Regions from separate parts of the Gossypium arboreum genome. Here region 2 is linked to region 1. The links are chromatin contacts, called in public Hi-C maps. All regions are on one chromosome and are shown on one strand. Each heading gives the region's core, a stretch centred on a gene start, on an enhancer-like site or on the middle of the called end of the contact. The rest is flanking DNA. Distances are from core to core; before and after follow the strand shown. Region 1 holds the start of LOC108457861 (protein IQ-DOMAIN 3-like). Region 2 holds the start of LOC108460449 (elongation factor 1-alpha-like).

Region 1 (5,596 bases), core at 1,439-3,938:
TTAGCTCTTGAGCTAATTCAAACAAATTCAATTTATTAAAACCTCATTGTGCTTGCTTATGGCGAATATGACAAGGATTTTAAATGGTCATATGGCCACTCTTTAGCTTGAATACACAATGGTCATGCACATTTTATACTACATCAAGCAATTCAATACAATTTATTTGAGCATCAAGGAAATGCTAAGGCCTTCAATAGGCTACCCAAGGCCGAATATTCATGTACATGTTGAGGTCAATTTTGCACTTAATACCTCACAAAAACAGCATGCAATCTACTAATTGATGCTTTGCACATTGTGGCCCAAAACTTATAATATAGCATCAAGCACTTATATGTGTGCTAGGCAATTGTGCTTGCAATTTCACAAGCATTCTTCCACATTTTCTTCTTTAAATCAATATATTCATCACTTAGTTCATAACCAAACATAATGTGCAATCATATATATGCATATATGAGCATGGCCGAATTTTCAAGGTGTCCATAGCCATCCAAAACACAAACTTTTAACTAACATGCAAGAAGCATGAATCATGCTCAAGAATGCATCATGGCCAAGTATGACAATCATGCTCCTTTTCAACTTTAATCATGATAAAACAAAGAGAAAACTCAAAATCTTACTCATGAGTAGAAAATCCATCATTGCATGCATCATCATCAAGCTTCACACTTAGCATGCAATGGCTTTATCACTATAACAACTTTGGCCAAATACCATTTCCATGGCATACCAAAGATTTGAGCCATGGCTAACATGCACATCAAGTTAGCAACCAAAACATGCATGAAACTCCCAACACAACCTCATACATACCTTAATCTTGATGCAAATTTAGCCAAATCACCTTCTAGATCTCTTCTAAACAAAAGAAATGAAGCAAAAATCCTTCTTCCTCTTAGTATTTTCGGCCAAAAAGGGAGAGAGCAAGCATGAACAAATTTTTTTGTTTTTCTCTTCTTGGTTGCACGGCAATGGGGTATGCCACTCTCTCACACACATTTTTTTTTCATTCTTTTCTTACCCATGCTTATTTGTTTACTATTTCTCCCTAATGCCCAACAAAACATGTTTCATGACATGTTTAACCCATATTTCTTTGTCATGGCCGGCCATTACTTGTAAAAAGGGGGAATTTGACATGCAAGTCCATTATTTTGCATGCATGCTTTAATTAGTCATCACATATTTCCCTATCGTACTTTCAAAGTTCACTACTAAGTCCTTTCTTATAAATTAGCACCTAATTAATAAAAATCGAGACACGAAATATTTACGCATACCAATTCCACATACAATAAGTACGGAATATAACACTTAATTATTCTTGTGACTCGGTTTCGTGGTCCCGAAACCACTCTCCGACTAGGGTCACATTCGGGGTGTCACAATAGGTACATGTTGAAAAGGGTGAGAAAATGGCTTGTAAAATAGCTATTTTCGTCCACACAGGTAAAGACACGGGCATGTGTCTCAGTCGTGTGTGACACACGGCCAGGTAGCACGACCGTGTGTCCCCTATAGTTTTCAAAAGGTTGCAAGTTAGGTTTTACACGGCCTAACACACAGGCGTGTGAGGTTATTTCAAAGGGTATGTGTGACCCAAGTCAGTGAGTTACACGGGCACGGACAGGGGCTGGGACACGACCGTGTGTCCCTATTTCGAATGCTTACGTAGCCTAAGACATGGGTGTGTCTTTTGGCCGTGTGACCCCTTCAGTTTGTAAATTTTCATCTTTTCCCTAAAATTTCTATATGTTCCTGATTTAGTTTCGATTTGTTTCTAATGTATTTTTAGAGCCTCGAGGGCTCTTATAAGAGACAATATGTATGCTATTGATTGGTTTTACTGTGATTGATGATATGAATTAGATATACTAAAATTTTTTTATAGTTCTGAAATTTAAACTCCGGTAATGCTCTGTAACCCTATTCTGATAACAGATACAGGTTAGGGGTGTTACATAGAATATATTATCTTGTTATTTTTTTATTTGAGTATTATTTACAAAAAAAAATCAAATAATAATAACAGGAATAACAACAACAATAAGGGTAAACTACACTTGTAGTTACTCAACTATTGGTAAATATTTTTTTTAGTCACTCAACTATTTGATTTTTTTTTTTGTCAGCGAAGGTTAAATGACTGATGGGAAGATGACTCGACAACTTTTAAAATTGATAAATAACAAATTTAACCATCGACATTTATGCATTGAGTCAATTTAATTTTGGTTCTAAAAAAAATTAATCTTCAACGTCTACACATTGTGATTTTTTTTTTCAATTTTGATTTTTGTTTGTGACGCTTTCACCTAAAAATCTAAAAAAAAAATCTATCAACTAATTTTGATCGAAAATATATCAAAAATAAAAACACCAAATTCAATATAATAGTTTTCATCTTCTTTTCGTTCTTTTAAAATTAACCATAAATGTCTCAAATAAAAATAAAATTACAAAAAAAATTATAAAATGTGTAAATATTAAGAGTATTTTTTTAAATTAAAATTAATTTAATTTAATGTATAAATATTAACAGTTAAATTTTAAAAACTGTGAAATTATATTTGTGTCGGTAAAAACGGATGACTAAAGAATTTTGGAATAATGGAATGACTAAAAAAGTTAAAAGGAATTTGACGAGTAACGCTAATAATAACAATAATAATAGTAAGACAACTTTTTGTAGTGTACTTGCTTGGTGTTGCCGCAGCAGTTATGTTTTGTTGCTTGTTTTGGTTAATTTATTTTAAAGTGGTCTATGGGACATTCTGGGTCCCAACTTTTCTTAGTTATCCTCTGCAAATGCCAACCTGTTCTTTTATTATTATTTTCCGCCATTTTTGCTCTCTTTCAAGCATTTTTTTTTTTTTGCCTAGATCCACTTCTCTCTCTTTGATTTTTAATTACTGCATTTTTGTTTTAATACACAATAAGAACAACTAAGAGATAGAATTGACTTATCAATCTTTTAACTGAGATCTGTGAGAATTTTTCTATGTACCAAGGTATTGTAAATTTTCAGTAGTTTCCTGGGTACATTTTTGTTTTCATTTTGAACGTATTTATTGAGTTTTTGTCTTAATAAAAATGTTCAAATTTGGAAACTTTGATATGATTTTTTTTTTTTTTTGCTTTTAGTGAAGATCTTCTATTTCTGGAATCTGGGTTGTTCTTCATTTCTCAGATTGAATTCATTTTTCTTTTATAAATATTAATTCTCATTGAATTTCATGTTCTTGAAGAACAGGAATTATTTACAGATGGGAAAAAAAGGTGGCTGGCTTTCTATTGTGAAGAAAGCTTTGAGCCCTGAATCCAAGAAATCTCAGGTTTCAATGATTTAATTCATAATTTAATGGATTTCTTTTTTCGGTTTGGGTTTTCTTAGATTTGTTGTTTTTAATTAATTTCAGCACCAAACTCCAAAGGCAAAGAAAAAATGGTTCGGAAAAAGCAAAGATTTGAGCCCTGTGTCTGTGCCTGAAGAAACTGAAGTGATAACTGAAGATGTAAAGCTAAAAGAAGCTGAAAACGAACAAAGCAAACATGCCTACTCTGTGGCTCTTGCCACCGCTGTGGCGGCCGAGGCAGCGGTGGCAGCTGCTCAGGCGGCTGCTGAAGTTGTCCGTCTCACTTCTCAGCCGCGCCATCTGGGGAAGTCAAAGGAGGAAATAGCTGCTATCAGGATTCAAACAGCATTTCGTGGATATTTGGTATATATATATATATCATTACTTTTCTTTTCTTTTTTGCTTAATTTTGATGTTTTATGTTCTTATTTATTACTTAATGAATTCAAACATTTTTGAAGGATCCGAAAATACATTGTGTTCGCCTGTTCTTTATGTAAACATATACGTATGAACTTTAACTGGATTTTCCATTGTTGTCGTCCATGTCGGTCGGTGCTATTGCTTGAATTGAAAGTTGTTATTGATTTTGAAATGATCGTTGGACATTTTGTTCGTATCGGCCTTTCTTGATGATTACTTGTGGCTAATTATGTTGATGATGATTACGAAAGGTGTTCTTGAGTGTTGGTGATGTGTAGCATAATCATAATTTCTCCTGAATCATTTGTTTTGTGAGCGATTAATCATATTCATGCTATGAGTTATGGCATTTGAGTTCTCAGGCTAGGAGGGCACTGCGAGCTTTGAGAGGGTTGGTAAGGTTGAAATCGTTGATCAGAGGGCAATCCGTCAAACGCCAAGCAACTACAACGTTAAGATGCATGCAGACTCTAGCTCGTCTGCAGTCTGAGATTTCTGCAAGGAGGATTAGAATGTCAGAAGAGAACCAGGCTCTTCAGCGCCAGCTTCAACAGAAATGCCAGAAAGAGCTCGAGAAGTTGAGAGCTCCCGTAAGTGCCTCGATTTTAGCACATTTTATGCTTTGAGCTCATGATTTCCTAAATCTTCTTCGACTTTTCGGCTTTCCTTGGACCATTTTTTTATGGATCTTGACCCTATTTGGACTTTACTGTACCTTTCACCAAACTCATAACACAATCTGTCCTCTAGAGTTTTGCATACAAAGACTGAATTTCTAGAGAGTTGAGCCCTCATGTTTTTCTTTGAAGTAATTTTCTTCCATTTGATGATCGGTTTTGGTGTATTTTCCACTACCTTCAAAACTCCTTTAGTGAAAGATCCGACCTTCCGGAAAACAATGAAGTTGGTATTACGTATGAGACCTGTCTCATACTGAAAGACTACCTTTCCCAACATTTGGACTTTGTGGAAAACCTTTTAAGGCTGATTTCAGAAGCATTTTACTTATAAGTCCTACTGTTTCTACTATTTAAGCAGAATGTATATGAACGCTGTTGAATCTACGGATTTGTTGTTTAAACATGTAATTTGCAGATGAGAGAAGACTGGAACGATAGTACACAGTCGAAGGAGCAGATAGAAGCAAGACAACATAATAAGCAAGGAGCTACTATGAAAAGGGAAAGAGCATTGGCTTATGCATACTGTCACCAGGTATCAGGTTCTATTGACTTTTTGTTTGCAAGAATGTAAATAACTGTGTAATGCTTTTCATATTTACAATCCAAATGTAGAATCATGAATCTAAATTTGATAAGAGTTAAATGACCCTTCTTTTTCTTTTCCTTTAACAGCGATCGTGGAAGAACTGTTCTAGATCAGTGAATCAAACATTTATGGATCCGAGTAATTCACACTGGGGTTGGAGTTGGTTAGAGCGATGGATGGCAGCCCGACCATGGGAAGTCCAAAGCACAACTGATAACAATGACCGTGGCTCAGTCAAGAGTATGGGTGCTTGTTCGATATCTATAAGTGAAATCAGCAGAGCTTATTCTCGAAAAGATCTTAACAATGATAACAAACCATCTCCAACACCTCAGAAGTCAAGTCGAGTTCCTAGCCGCCAGTCTCCATCGACTCCACCTTCAAAGGCACCTTCGATTTCATCGGTTTCTGGTAAAACAAGACTGCCAAGTCCGAGAGGAAGTCAATGGGGAGGGTATGAAGACTCAAGGAGCATACTCAGTACCCGGTCTGATCGTTATAGGAGACATAGCATTGCAGGGTCCTCAATGAGAGACGAT
Region 2 (5,596 bases), core at 2,055-4,554, 150 kb before region 1:
AAATGATCTCATTTCAAGATTATTTATTAGAATGACCTAATTTTTACAGGAGAGTTAGATGCCGTTACTTTCCTAAGTGGCACCACCCTAAAAATTCCCCTAATCATGCTTTAATCATTATAAAAATTAAAAATAAAAATAAAAAAGAACTTTTTTAACGTCACCTAACAAATTAACGGCACCGAATTAAGTAATTACCTTTTTAGATTCGCTGAAAAAGATTATTTTACTCATATTCAACGGCTCCACGCCACTTTTCTTCACATAAGAGAGAAAGAGATGCAATCACAATATGACTATGAACCCTCGGAATGCATACAAACATAATCTTCGTTCCATTCACACAATTTTCTAGTCATATCAAGCATGCTACGAATTTAGACCTATGATAATAGTTAAATAATTAGGACGGCAAGAAAGTAAATAAATAACATAGCACAGCAAGAGTATAACAGAAAAACAAACTAGTTTTGACTGTATATAAATGTTTGATAGAACAAATTCAAGCAGAAAACCCAGGACCAGACCTAAAACTCCTGAGCTGATTGCCATAAATAATGGGAACCCAGACACCATTCAAAGTTTATAATTACTCTCACAGACAGCAGACTCTGAAAAACACAAGCCTCACCACCGTCTATCAAGAACCCAGTTCTGTGAACAACATCCTCTACAAGACGGTGATGACTTAAAACTATGACCATCAAAACACACAACTAATCGTCCAATGATGGCTGACCTACTAATAAGAAGCAATGTTTTATTGTAGTAGCCATGATATAGTTCGGTTGGATCAACTGAAACCCGCACGGTTCACTTCCCACCCTTCTTGGCAGCAGACTTGGTCACCTTGGCTCCAGTTGGATCTTTCTTCTCCACGCTCTTGATAACGCCGACAGCAACAGTCTGCCTCATGTCCCTCACAGCAAAACGACCCAGTGGGGGATACTCAGAGAAGGTTTCTACAACCATGGGTTTGGTGGGAATCATCTTAACAAATCCTGCATCACCATTCTTCAAGAACTTGGGTTCCTTCTCAAGCTCCTTACCAGAACGCCTGTCAATCTTGGTCACCAACTCTGCAAACTTGACCGCAATGTGGGACGTGTGGCAATCAAGGACAGGCGCATATCCATTTCCAATCTGCCCTGGGTGGTTCATGATGATGACTTGGGAAGTGAAATTAGCTGCCTCCTTGGCAGGATCATCCTTTGAGTTCGAAGCAACATATCCTCGCTTCAGATCCTTCACAGCAACATTCTTGACATTGAAGCCAACATTGTCACCTGGAAGAGCCTCAGGAAGAGACTCATGGTGCATCTCAACAGACTTAACTTCGGTGGTCAATCCAGAGGGACCAAAGGTTACAACCATACCAGGCTTGAGGATACCAGTTTCAACACGACCCACTGGGACAGTTCCAATACCTCCAATCTTGTACACATCCTGAAGTGGAAGACGGAGTGGCTTGTCAGAGGGTCTCTTGGGCTCATTGATCTGGTCAAGAGCCTCGAGAAGAGTTGGACCCTTGTACCAATCAAGGTTGGTGGACCTTTCAATCATGTTGTCACCCTCAAAACCAGAGATGGGGACAAAAGGAATCTTCTCAGGGTTGTAACCAACCTTCTTCAAGTAGGAAGACACTTCCTTCACAATTTCATCATACCTAGCCTTTGAGTATTTGGGGGTTGTGGCATCCATCTGGAAATGAAATAAATAGATATGTCATGCATAAGAATAATTACTAATTACAAGGCAACCAATTAGAAACTACTGAACATAAAAGCCTGAATGCAATGGCCTACCTTGTTGCAGCAGCAAATCATTTGCTTGACACCGAGAGTGAAAGCAAGCAGAGCATGCTCACGGGTCTGTCCATCCTTGGAAATACCTGCCTCAAAACCTCCAGTGGTAGAGTCAATGATAAGGACAGCACAATCGGCCTGGGAGGTACCAGTAATCATGTTCTTGATAAAGTCACGATGTCCAGGGGCATCGATGACAGTGCAGTAATATTTGGTGGTCTCAAACTTCCACAGGGCAATGTCAATGGTAATACCACGTTCACGCTCAGCCTTCAACTTGTCAAGCACCCAAGCATACTTGAATGACCTCTTGTTCATCTCGGCAGCTTCCTTCTCAAACCTTTCAATGACACGCTTGTCAATACCTCCAAGCTTGTAGATCAAGTGGCCAGTGGTGGTTGACTTTCCAGAGTCGACATGGCCAATTACGACAATGTTAATGTGAGTCTTTTCCTTGCCCATTCTGCAGTATTAGCTTCAAGCTGCACCAACATATATATAGTTAAACCAGAATCCCATGCATAAACAATCAGTGAAAAGGGTAGCCAGAAAAACAATGAACATGTTTACCCCTGCATCCCAAAATTTAAAAAAAAAAATTAACAAATTAACACAACACGATACTTAAGCTAGTTTGATGTTTAAAATTCAACAGAATAAACCATAACATCAATTCTAATAGCATAGTTCCTACTTCATGCTTTAGAAGCAAAAATTAAGTAGCATATCTATTTTTCACCCTTACTTTTCTACAATTTTTAAGCATCAACTTTTTTTTTTTTGGCAATGATTTAAGCATTAACTTTTATTGAACGAACAACTAAAGATACTATGATTTCATATTTGAATAGAAAAATTACAGCAAAGTTCTCAAAATGGACCAAGAAAGCGCATTGATATCATAGTCTCCAAATTTTTTAAAATAAAAGTTGGTCAGAGATTGACTCACTTAAACAAAATGCACAAATCCAGAAATAATTATTCATATGAACGAAAACAAATCTACAGCCAAAAGAATCAATACAACGATCATAATAAACAACAATTTCTCTTAAAAGCTCAAATAAGATCTCCAAATTATTATCATACGATAAATCTAACAACAGTATTACAGAAAAAAAAAATCTCATCAGGAAAAAAAGAAGACAAAAATCAAAAGAGAGATCTAAATTACATTGAAATTAATATAAAAAGTTAAGCCAGGCGAATAAAAAATAGAGCAAATAAAAATATGAAAGAATGGATTGAATAAATTAGATCTGAGAATGGAACCTAAGAAATAGAAGCGATCTGAAGCTGAAATCGTGGCGACAAAGCAGAAGAGAGATTATAATAGTAAGAGAGGTGATAGGGTTTTACAACTGAGCTGCTCTCTCGTTCGTTTTTATAGTCAGGTTTTAGCTTCTTTCTTTTTCTTCCTAAAATGTCCTTTTTCAGATTTGTTTTGACAGATACGTCCTTCGGTTTCTTATTAGGGGCGTCGAGGTTTAATTTTCACGTATGTGGAGTATGATGTGGTTAAACGGACGTTTTTTATTGGTAAGTGGATATTGCGCGCTTATTTTGTGAGTGGGAGTTATTCGCTTTAGGTTTGGGTTGGGTCCTTGGCTTACTATACAAATTGCAAGAATTAGTCATAAGGGATGGGCCTGGCCTTGAGCAGAAGTCGTATGGATACCGGCCATTGGCAGGCTTTTTGTCTGCACAAATTGCAATTGCAAACAAAAGGCCGTCTCATCGACTGGGATGTACCTGAGCAGCGGGAGATGAGAGATGAGCCACAGGTATTCCTTATTTGCTGGTGGGATCTATGTCAGGTTATTCCTTAAGGATCCCAATTTTCCTTTTACAAATCCCAAATAATTTTAATTATATCGTTTTTTGCATTTTTAATATTTTTTCACAGACTTACTTTTTTTAATTTCTAATATTTTTACAACTTTTAATAATTATTTGCAATCAAGATTTTGACATGGCACTATCAACAGTGAATGTTGATTTTGAATAATCCCAACCTACCGCATAAATATCGTAGACACTATATCTTTATTCTCTGTCGAAGTATCTTTACCACAACATATTTAGTAGTTATTTATTTATAAAATATTTGGATATCACTCTCATATTTGCCATTACAATCCTACTATCACCTTTGCCATAGCATTGCCAATTATTTACTAATTCTATATATTACTCAACATTGCATATTTACCTTAGTTTTGCCATAACATTTCATTCAATCATTTTGCCATAGCATTAACCCGACTTTATTAAAATAATTTGACCAACTTTGTGCCTCAATTCGATCCTCTTGGGAGCGATACTCACTCATCACTTTATTACTTGAACCGACGAGTATACTTGCACAAATTGCATATCATTTCACACGCGACAAGTTTTTGGCACCGTTGCTGGAGATCGACAATTTGGTGAAATTTGGTTTCGTTATTTTAGTTAGTAGTTTTATTTAATTTAGTTTAATTTAATTTTTACAAGTTTGCCATCAATGCATAGAGAGGCATTTCTACTAATACAAAATACCTTTTTGATCCAAATATTGACAGAACTTTGCGAAAAAAGAAAGAATTGAGAAAAATAGCTGGAAACAAGAATGATTTCAATAGTAATCCAAATTATTACGATAAGAATCCTCACATGGGGCATGTGGTGGATGATCGAGATAGGCCAATCAGAGAGCATGTTATCCCGATCCTAGATGACTTGAATCCAGGAATAGTCAGACCGACTATACAAGCTCAGCAGTTCGAGTTGAAACCGGTAATGTTCTAGATGTTACAAACTGTAGTGCAATTTGGTGGTTTACCCACTGAAGACCCACGACTACATTTAAGACTTTTTCAAAAAGTCTGTGACTCATTCAAACAACAAGGTGTTCCTAAAGACGCCTTGAGACTTAAGCTATTTCTGAATTCCTCAAGAGATTATGCCAGGGCATGGTTAAATGCCTTGCCGTTAGGAACAGTGGCATCATGGAATGACCTTTGCTAGAGATTTCTTGTAATAGCCCAAAATTGGGTCTAGTTGGAACAGAGGTTTCGGGACCACAAAATTCGAGAGAGAAATAATTATTTTATGATTATTTTGAGGTCTATGATATGATTGCATGATTTTTTGAAAATTTCGTGAAGAAATTCTATGCATAAAATGCTCAATTTGAAGTTAGGGACTAAATTGAATAAGTTGTAAAACTTGCATTCTAGAAGTTTCTAGTATGAAATTGCTTTGAAATATTAATTATGAGGTCTTAAATAGAAATTTGACCAATTTCTAAGTGATGGACAAAAATTGGACATGGATGGAATTTTTGAAAGTTTAGTAAGGAAGGGCATTTTGGTCATTTGGTAATTAAAAGAAATAAAAAGGGAAAATAAAGCCAAAATTGACTCTCTTTTTCATGGAGGCCGAAATTAGCATGGGGGAAGCCATGGCTAGGGTTTTCAAGCTTTCCAAGCTCAATAGTAAGTCCGTTCAAACCCCGTTTTTCAAGTTCTTTACGTTTTGGAATCCTTAATTTGATTAAGCTTATTCTAGCAATAATTTAAGCTAGGGTTCATATTTGGAAAAATACACATAGGTGAAATGTGTTTATTTTTCTGTTTTATGATAGAATATGAGGTTTTAAATTATGTTAGACAACTTGTGCTACTCGGTTTTGAGTGAAAACGAGTAAAAGGGCTTAATCGGTAAAAATACCTAATAGTCATAAGTATATGTTAGAGTGAGAATTTGATGTTTCCATAGAAGGGAAAAGTGATCAGGATGTCATAAAA

What was found. Hi-C and Micro-C count contacts between places; a contact is called where the count stands out from the background.
Region 2: a contact with region 1 is called in a Hi-C map of leaf, with 4 times the contacts expected there. The contact joins the promoter of LOC108460449 here to the promoter of LOC108457861 in region 1. A contact is called at or near these places in 3 of 5 Hi-C or Micro-C datasets (all in leaf).

What each region holds. Positions count from the first base shown.
Region 1 is chr4:34,591,529-34,597,124 of ASM2569848v2, reverse strand. It overlaps LOC108457861 (protein IQ-DOMAIN 3-like), which reads left to right and starts at 2,688. Exons shown (of 6, transcript XM_053026697.1): 1 at 2,688-2,727; 2 at 3,263-3,344; 3 at 3,429-3,728; 4 at 4,151-4,378; 5 at 4,884-5,003; 6 at 5,144-5,596. The coding sequence starts at 3,276.
Region 2 is chr4:34,740,389-34,745,984 of ASM2569848v2, reverse strand. LOC108460449 (elongation factor 1-alpha-like) reads right to left here and starts at 3,304. Exons shown (of 3, transcript XM_017759942.2): 1 at 3,078-3,304; 2 at 1,806-2,287; 3 at 450-1,701. The coding sequence starts at 2,267. The coding sequence ends at 814.